Regions from separate parts of the Sus scrofa genome. Here region 2 is linked to region 1. A link is a contact called in public HiChIP or PLAC-seq data. All regions are on one chromosome and are shown on one strand. The core of a region is the stretch at or near the end of the contact, and the rest is flanking DNA. Distances in the headings are between cores, read along the strand shown.

Region 1 (4,596 bases), core at 1,328-3,827:
GGAAACACCCTCAGAAAATGTATAGAGCTTCCTAAAGAGAAATGTGGTACCCCATCGTTCAATAGCTATACTGGCAAAGGGGTTATGTGAAAAACAAAAGCAAGTATAACCAGTTCCCTCCTAGGAAAATAAGACCATTTCACGGATAGGACCAGGGTCCTCTAGGTGGGGCACCACATGTGGGCTCCTCCCCTGCTGAAATACAGGTAGAATTTTTGTCTCTAACCACTGGATATGTTTATTCAAAGAAAAAAGATAATCAGATATTTTACACCAATTTATAAGTCATTCTTGTAAAGGCTGAAGTGAGGCCCAGAGAAGGGTTGTTTTTTTTTCTGAAAAAGGTCACTAATTCTGGCATCTGTGCCAGTTGGAACAGATTGGCATAGTGAAGGTTGACCTCCACACATACAGTGCAATAGCCAGGAATCCCTTATAGTCTCCCTGCTGTGTGTGTGCATACACACACACACACACACACACACACACACATACATACACACACAGTGAGAAGAAACCTACCATTATCTCAACTTTCCCAGTCTAGCAAGAAACTAAGAACAGTGTATATTTAGCTTCCTTGGAAACTTAGTGGTATTAAAAGCTGTCATTTAGTTAACAAATTGTGGTAACCTGGTAGAAAATTTGAGTTTCCTAGCATATCATACATATCATCATATGAAGTACCGTCAGCAAAATAAACACCTTTTAGCATAAGCACCATAACCATCAAAAGCACAAGTACATCATTATCAAAAGCCATAAATATTAGCTATGTTGCTATAATTACCTTCAAATTCCATCATCATTGAACCCCCAATACCAGAACCACAAGGCCACTATTATCTAAAACCATAGTTAATATAACCCAGAGCCACAAAACTATCACTGTCTAATACTATAGAGTCACTGTCATCCAGAATTAGTGTGTCCAATTGCGTACAAATTAGCTATTATCCCAGTAATGCTGGGTAACAAACCAACTCAAAATTAAGTGACTTTAAAATCTTGAGTAAAAAAGAACAAAGCTGAAGATATTATACTCCCTGCTTTTAAATTACACTACAAAGCCGCAGTGATCAAAATGTGGTACTGCCACAAAAGGTAGACACACTAGGCCAATTTATTTTACCAGCATAAAAAGCCCAGAATTAAATTCCAACATATGGAATCAACTAATATTTGACAAAGAAGTCAAGAACATCCAACAGGGGAGGATAGTCTCTTCAACAAATGGAGCTAGGAAAACTGGAAAAACACACAGCACATAGACATCAGATCCATGTCTCACACCACTGACAAAAGCTAACTCAAAATGGATCATAAGACTCCTGGAAGAAAACATAGGGGAAAAGCTCCCTGATCTTGGTCTTGGCAATGACTTTGAGGGCATGAGGCCAAAAGCACAGATGACAAAAGCAGAAATCAACACACGGCACTACATCAAACTCAAAAGCTTCTGCATAGTAAAAGAAACAGTTAACAAGGTGAAACAGCAGCCTTCGGAATGGGAGAAGAATTTTGCAAACCATATACAGAATAAAGGGTTAATATTCAAAAATATATAAAGAACTCATACAACTTAACAAAAAAAAATTGATGTAGAAATGGACAGAACTAAATACACATTTCTCCAAAAAGGACATGAAGAAATTTGCTCAGGGAGGTGCAAATCTAAACCACAATGTCCTATCACCTCACTCTGGTCAGAATGGCGATCACGGGAGTTCCTGTCATGGCTCAGTGGTAACAAACCCAACTACTATCCATGAGGACTTGGGTTCGATCCCTGGCCTTGCATAGTGGGTTAAAGATCTGGCTTTGCTGTAAGCTGTGGTGTAGTCTGGCAGCTGTATCTCCAATTCAACCCTTAGTCTGGGAACTTCCACATGCCTCGAGTGTGACCCTAAAAAGACAAAAAAAGACAAAAAAATAATGGCAATCATCAAGAAGACAGACAAGTGTTGGCAAGGGTATGGTGGAAAGGGAATCCCTATACACTGTTGGTGGGGAAAAAATTAGCCCAATCGCTATGGAAAATATCATAGGGTTTTCTCAAAAAATTAAAAATAGATCCAGCAGTTCCATTTCTGGGTATATACCCAAAGGAAATGAAAACAGGATTTTGATGAGATATGTACACACTCAGGTTCATCGCAGCATTATCCACAATAGCCAAGATATGCAAACAACTCCCCTCCCCATCAGTCCATGAGTGGATAAAAAATGGGAAATATACACACAATGAAACACCATTCAACCATAAGAAAGGAGGATCCTGCCATTTGCAACAACATAAATAGACCTTAAGCAAATTGTGCTAAAAAAGATATGTCAGACAAAGAAAGACAAGTACCGTATGACATCACTTGTATTAGAACCTCAAAAAGCTAAACCTAAAAAAAGAAACAGAAAGTAAAATGGTGATTACCAGGGAATGGGGGATGGGGACATGAGAGGGATGGTGTTTCAGGGTACAAACTTGGAACAAGGAGAAAATAAGCCCTATAGATCTAATGCACAGTATAGTGAAGAGAGACAATAAGATCATCCTACAATGATGTAATCTGAGCAGTTCCTTGGTGGCACAGCAGGTTAAGGATCCAGCGTTGTCACTGCTGTGGCTTGGGTCATTGGTGGGCGTAGGTTTGATCCTTGGCCCAAGAACATCCACGTGACATGGGTGCAGACAAAAAAATGATGTAATGTGATAAATATTACTTCAGTGGCTATCATCTAGCAATATGTAAATGTACCAAAGTAACATGCCATACAACTTAAATGTACAAGATGTAACATGTCCAATTTATCAAAATTTTAAAATATTAAGTGGCTTTAAAGAGAAATGACTCATTATCGCTCATGATTCTACAGATCATCCAGGAGTTCTTTGATCTGGCCCAGGCCCGGCTGATTTTAGCCAGACTTGTTCACTGGCTGCAATTAATTGGTAGGTTAGCTAGAAGCTGGCTGGGCTGGGATGTCCTCAGCTGGGATGACTCAGCTGTGCTACAAATGATCTGTCACTTTCCTGCAGGCTTCCCAGGCTTGTTCACGTGGAAGGAAAAGGGATGCCAGCATGAGCAGAAATACCCATGGCCTCTGGAGGTCTAGGCTAAGAAGTGATATATTGTCCTTTTAGCGACTCTCTGCTGCCCAAAGAAAGCAGTAAGATGATCCCAGATTTGGGAGTTCCCGTCGTGGCACAGTGGTTAATGAGGTTGCGGGTTTGATCCCTGGCCTTACTGGTGGGTTAAGGATCCGTTGTTGCCGTGAGTTGTGGTGTGGATTGCAGACGCGGCTCGGATCCTGTGCTGCTGTGGCTCTGGCGTAGACCAGCGGCTACAGGTCCAATTCGACCCCTAGCCTGGGAACCTCCATATGCCGCAAGAGCAACCCAAGAAATGGCAAAAAGACCAAAAAAAAAAAAATGATCCCAGATTTGAAGAGGGGGCAATAGATTCCTTTTCCTTTTCCTTTTTTTTTTTTTTTTGGTTTTTAGGGCCACACTTGTGGCATATGTAGGTTCGCAGGCTAGGGGTCGAATAGGAGCTACAGCCAGTCTACACCACAGCCACAGAAATGCCAGATCTGAGCCTTGTCTGCGACTTACACCACAGCTCACAGCAACGCCGGATCCTTAACCCACTGAATGAGGCCAGGGATTGAACCTGCAACCTCACAGTTACTAGTCAGATTCGTTTTTGCTACACGACAAAGGGAACTCCTAGATTCCCTTTCTTGATGGCAGTTGTTGCAAAGTCCCATTGCCAGGGATATGTGTTCAAGGCTGCTGGAGAGTTAAGATGATTTTTGTAATCAATCAACCACAAAGACCTTGGAACGTAGTATTACCTATACTTGGAACTAAAAGTTACACTAACAGCTAAAGTCATTAGACTGATTAGTGCCACTGTCTTTTAGTTGTAAATATTTAACATCACAAGTATGTCACCATCACCTGTCACCCAGAAACAATACACACCTTAACATGTACATTTATCAACTCCCTAATCCTATGTATCACAATTTTATAGATCAAAGCACCAAAGTGAACGACTCCTCTCTCCTTGCTTCTTAGCAAACAAGTGATGCAAGCTTGGGTGTATCTGTTTCCCCATTAAGCTGGGACCAGTGAGAAGAAATCAAGATTCCTTTTCAATTGCTGTTTTTCCCATCTAGAAATACAAGAGCATTTTTATTTTATTTAAAAAATTTTTATGAATGCATATAGAAATTCCTGGGCCAGGGACTGTATCTGAGCCACACCTGGGACCTAAGCTGCATCTGCAGCAACAGTGGATCCTTTAACCTGCTGCATGGGACCGGGAATCTAATCTGTGCCTCTGCAGTGACTTCCACACGGCGGCATACGGAAGTTCCTAGGCTAGGGGTCAAATCAGAACTTGAGTCACTGCAGTCAGATTCTTAACCCACCATGCCATTCCATAGCAGGAACTCCTAAAAGAGTATTTTTAAATGCTATACCTTGACACAGGGATCCCTGAGAGTAATAAACAAAATATATGCAAGCATTAACTTCTTTTATTGTTCCGTAAATTTTAAAATATGTCAGTGTGGTTTTGGGAATGGCCA
Region 2 (4,596 bases), core at 989-3,488, 150 kb after region 1:
TCAGTTAGTGCTACCCATTTGAATAGAAGATATTCCTTCTCATATCGGTGGAACACATTCACTCTTGACAGTGGCTAAATTCAGCCTTGTGTCTCTGGGTTCAGTAAATTGTTGCCCATTGGATATAATCTGAGGACCACTGGGGAGCTGAATGGACAAAAATATCTCCACCAGATTTCCACCATCAAAGGCAAGGCTATGAAACACACAGACCAAGATATCTATAGCTCCTACCTAAGTAATCATTTGTGAGCCCACCTGGAATTTTGACCTACAGAACTGTGTGATAATAAATTGAGTGTTCTTATAAGCCATGAAATTGGTGATAATTTGTTACACGGCATTAGAAAAGAACTAGGATGTAATATAAATCGTGCAAATTTTTTGAAACACACAAAACTGATCGTGTACGCTAGGGGTCCGCAAACCAAAACTCATGGACTAAATCAAGCCCATGACCTGTTCTTATACAGCCCACAAGCTGAGGATGGTTTTTCCATTTTTAAAAGTTTGTGAAAATTAAAAAAGAAGAATATATGACAGAGACTCTACGTGGCCCCCCAAACCGAAAATGTTTACTGTCTGTCCATTTACAGAAAAAAGAGCCCCTGCGATATGCTATTTATTAACATGTTGATGTATAGGGACAAGTATTGGTAATAGCTCAGGATCCACACTGTGCTGGATCATTGCGGCATTTGCCCTCTCTGGTCTGTTCTATAGCACCTTTCCTGCCCTGGGAGGCTGGAGAGTAGGGACCACAGGTGCCTCAAATTCCTTGCTGAGGGTGGACAGCACGGCACCAACAAGGGGTCAGAGCCTTGGAGAAAGGCGAGATTAGGATGTCCATTCACTCTTCTTTGTCCTGAGCACTGCTTTAGGCAGATATGTCCCTCAATGAAAGGCATAGCTCCTTTCAAGGCCACTGACCTACACAGATCTCTCCCCCAGATCCCGGGACCTGATCCTCCTTCTCCTATTTAGCCCAGCCACCTGACATCCCTAGTGATGTCCCACCTTCTTCTCCCCTTGAGTGCGACCCCAAGTGCTAACTGTCGTGCTCACCTCTGGGGTGAAAGGAATGAGAGATGAGAAACAGAAAACTTCCAGTTGATCAGTAGCTGTTTCATTCATAACAGGAGCCAAAGCAAATATAACAAATTCTTCATGGTGGCTGATTCTAGATGGCAAAAACACACACTTTTTTCCCCCCTCTTTTTTTTTTTATTACTCAATGAATTTATCACACCTGTAGTTGTACTATGATCATCACAATGCAATTTCACAGGATTTCTATCCACAACCCAAGCACACACCCCCCGCCCCCCAAACTGTCTCCTTTGGAGACCATAGTTTTTCAAAGTCTGTGAGTCAGCATCTGTTCTGCAAAGAAGTTCAGTCTGTCCTTTTTTTCAATGAAAGCATTTGATGTTGGTGTCTCATTGTATGGCTGACTTCACTTAGCATGATAAGTTCTAGGTCCATCCATGTTGCTAAAAAAAACACACACCCTTTTTTAAAAAATATTTATTCCATGGAATGTGGAATTTTCTGGGCCAGGCATTAAGCTCGTGCCATAGCAGTAACCAGAGCCACAGCAGTGAAAACGCTAGATCACCTGCTTAGCCACCAGGGAACTCTTACATATCTTTTAATATCTTAAAGTTAAGCAATTTTGTGGACATAGAAAACAAACTTATGGTTACATAAAGAAAGAGTGGGGGGAGGGATAATTAAGAGTTTGGGATTAGCAGATACGCACTACTATATATAAGATAAACAACTACTATATTTAAAATGGATAAACAACAAGGACATACTGTATAGCACGGGGAACTCTATCAATAGCTTTTAATAACCAATAGTGGAAAACAATTGGGGAAAAATTGGAAAAAAAAATCACTTTGCCATACACCTGAAACTATCACAATATTATAAATCTATTATATTTGATTTTAAAAAATTAAGCCACTTTACCAGCCACACTATTATTTTGTATTAAGGCAGTCAAAATCACCTATCTAAATTCAAATTGTATATTCTGCCAGACGGACTCCAGGCTTACCTATGGCCGGTGTATCTCCTAATCAGTAATCTCGTCATGGCTCCCACCACCAAGATCCCCACTGCTCATTCTGCCCATCATCACCCAAGGCATAAAACCACAGAAGCAACTCAGCCTGGCATTGACTCAGCACCACGACGGTCAGCACTTCCCCAGACGAGCAGTTCCTGCGGCTCTCCTCCCCTGGACCTCCCCAGCAGCTCTCAGTGCTGTTTGTGGAATGAAGTCATAAACCTTCCCTGCCAGTACTTATAAAATGTTCTGGCTTTATGGGACAGCATCTCCTGCTGCTTTGGGCACAAGTCCAGTTTAAGCAAAGAAGCTGGAAGGACAGCAAAAAGACAATCTTACAACCAATGTACTAAGGACAAGGGGAAAGAAAAAGTAGCTTTGTGGTGGGAAAAAAAAAAAAAAAGCAAAACTCATCTTCAGAGCACATGCAAAAAATAGGACTACTTGGATCTGTCTAGATGAAGTTATAGACATGAAATCCTTTTTCTTTCTTTTTTTTTTTTTTCCTTTTTAGGACTGCACCTGTGGCATATGGAAGTTCCCGGGTTAATAGTCAAGTGGGAGCTGTAGCTCCTGGCCTGCACCACAGCCACAGCAATGTGGGATCCAACACAAATCTGTAAACCACACCGCAGCTTGTGGCAACACTGGATCTTTAACCCACTGAGCGAGGCCAGGGATCAAACTCACATCTTTATCGGTACTAGTTGGGTTCTTAACCCATTGCGCCACAATGGGAACTCCTAGATGTGAAATTCTTGAGTTTGTCATGAAAGCTTTATGCAACTTAGAAGGCACTTCCCCCAAACAAAGACACTTCCACCAACAAAAGGCTTTGCCATCACTCACCCAGTGCTGTGAATTAAGTGATCATCATTGCACAGTCACATCATACCCTGGGTAATCTATCCCTGCCATCAGAATTCTGATTTCTAGGGAACTGCCTTTTGTGAGTTGTGGAGGTTTTACTTGTACTTGGTGGTTTTACTTGTACTTCATTTTTTACCAGCTGTGACAAGATTTTTAATCTCTATACAAGAGAAACCAAACCTGTGTAAGAACAACCTGTCAGGAATACTTACAGCTTTGCAGTTAACGCTCTCTCAAGTGTGATTTAATCAGAAAGGTGCTGCTGACAACGTGTAATAGAACATTGTAAAAGTTACAGGTTAACACCTCTGAGGGTGCCTAATAAGACTCCATAAAGGGTATCACAGTGAAATGAAAAATGATTATTATTTAGCATTTATTAATCCTAGGCAGTATATTAAGCTCTAGAGAACATAGCATAGACAGAAGTACATTGCCTCTAACATTCTGTGCTTTCCTTAACATACATGGAAGGGACTCTTATAAGGTTCTCCCTATGTAAGAATATGAAACTCTCCGTGGATAAAAGCAGAAACAATACCAAAAATAAAAGCTAAAAGGACTTTTGAGCCTTGTGTCCTTCATCTGGAATATGCTTCCATTTACAGCACAATCGTGGGCAGCTGGATCAGGGGTCATCAAGTTACAGACCGTGGGTGTTTCTTCTTCTTCTGTAAATAAAGTTTTGTTGGAATGCAGCCATATCCCCATGTTTACGTATTGTCTATGGCTGCTTTGGCCCAACCACAGAGATGAGTACTTGTGACAGAAACCGCATGGCCAGCAGAGCCAGAAACAAGGACTGTCTGGTCCTTTCCAAAAAAGGTCACCTGACCCCTGATCCAGATTGGCCTGGAGAAAGCATGAACCAGACTTATGAGAGTCTCAATAGACTTAATTATTAATGTATTTATTCATATTTACTCATGCAAGATACAATTGAATTTAATTTATTAGTTCATTAAATGTGGAGAAAATATCTATTCTTTTGCATTGGAGAGGAATATACCTACCACAGTGAAGGCTAACACATCCTCCCTTGGGAGCAAAGGCACTCTGCCCTGATGGAACTATAGGAGATTCCTGCAGGAAAAACTAGTTTCTCTCCCTAAATGTTTTGAAAAGGCTAAAGATCCAGATAGTTCAGTGGAGTTGAAGCTGAATGGATAGTTAATATAAGTAAGATTATACAAGAGTTCATTCTATGTAGGATAAGGGCTCATGGTTTAATTTCTAGAATCGTTCTCAAGATTTGAAAACTCTTTGCAGCATGACAGTATTTATTGATTTTTCAAAGCCATGAGCTCTTGGAAAAAACCACTGGCAGTCCACTTCCTAATTCTGTGGTTATAGTACATTTGAGCCACACACTCAACAGTGTGATAAAATCAAATGGCATTTGTGTATTCAGAGACCACAGATGGCTTTCTTGATATGAAAGTAAACAGTGTTTAAAAGTTCTAGCCTGAACAATTGCTTTTTAAGTCCTCGTGGAAGAATCACTTTTAGGGTTTCAATAAATGTGGGCACTGAAAAACTAATCTGTCATCCGAGTAAACCAATAAAGGTACCTACATTTCAGAGATGCATGGAAAGAACAGAAGTAGCAATTTTCCAGCACATAGATGGTACTTCAAATAGATGTTATA

What was found. HiChIP or PLAC-seq counts read pairs in DNA pulled down with a chosen protein or histone mark.
Region 2: an H3K27ac HiChIP or PLAC-seq map of alveolar macrophages shows a contact between it and region 1. The contact joins two enhancer-like sites. A contact is called at or near these places in 2 of 2 datasets of contacts at active chromatin or transcription factors (alveolar macrophages and skeletal muscle).

The regions. Positions count from the first base shown.
Region 1 is chr13:9,767,459-9,772,054 of Sscrofa11.1, forward strand. No RefSeq gene overlaps it. Among named protein-coding and RNA genes, the nearest start is that of UBE2E2, 230 kb to the right of the region's middle. Within about 2 kb of position 2,578, at least 1 of the 83 cell types and tissues checked has an H3K27ac peak or open chromatin away from gene starts, as enhancers often do. A contact at or near this core is called in alveolar macrophages, where this site is marked.
Region 2 is chr13:9,921,228-9,925,823 of Sscrofa11.1, forward strand. No RefSeq gene overlaps it. Among named protein-coding and RNA genes, the nearest start is that of UBE2E2, 80 kb to the right of the region's middle. Within about 2 kb of position 2,239, at least 4 of the 83 cell types and tissues checked have an H3K27ac peak or open chromatin away from gene starts, as enhancers often do. A contact at or near this core is called in alveolar macrophages, where this site is marked.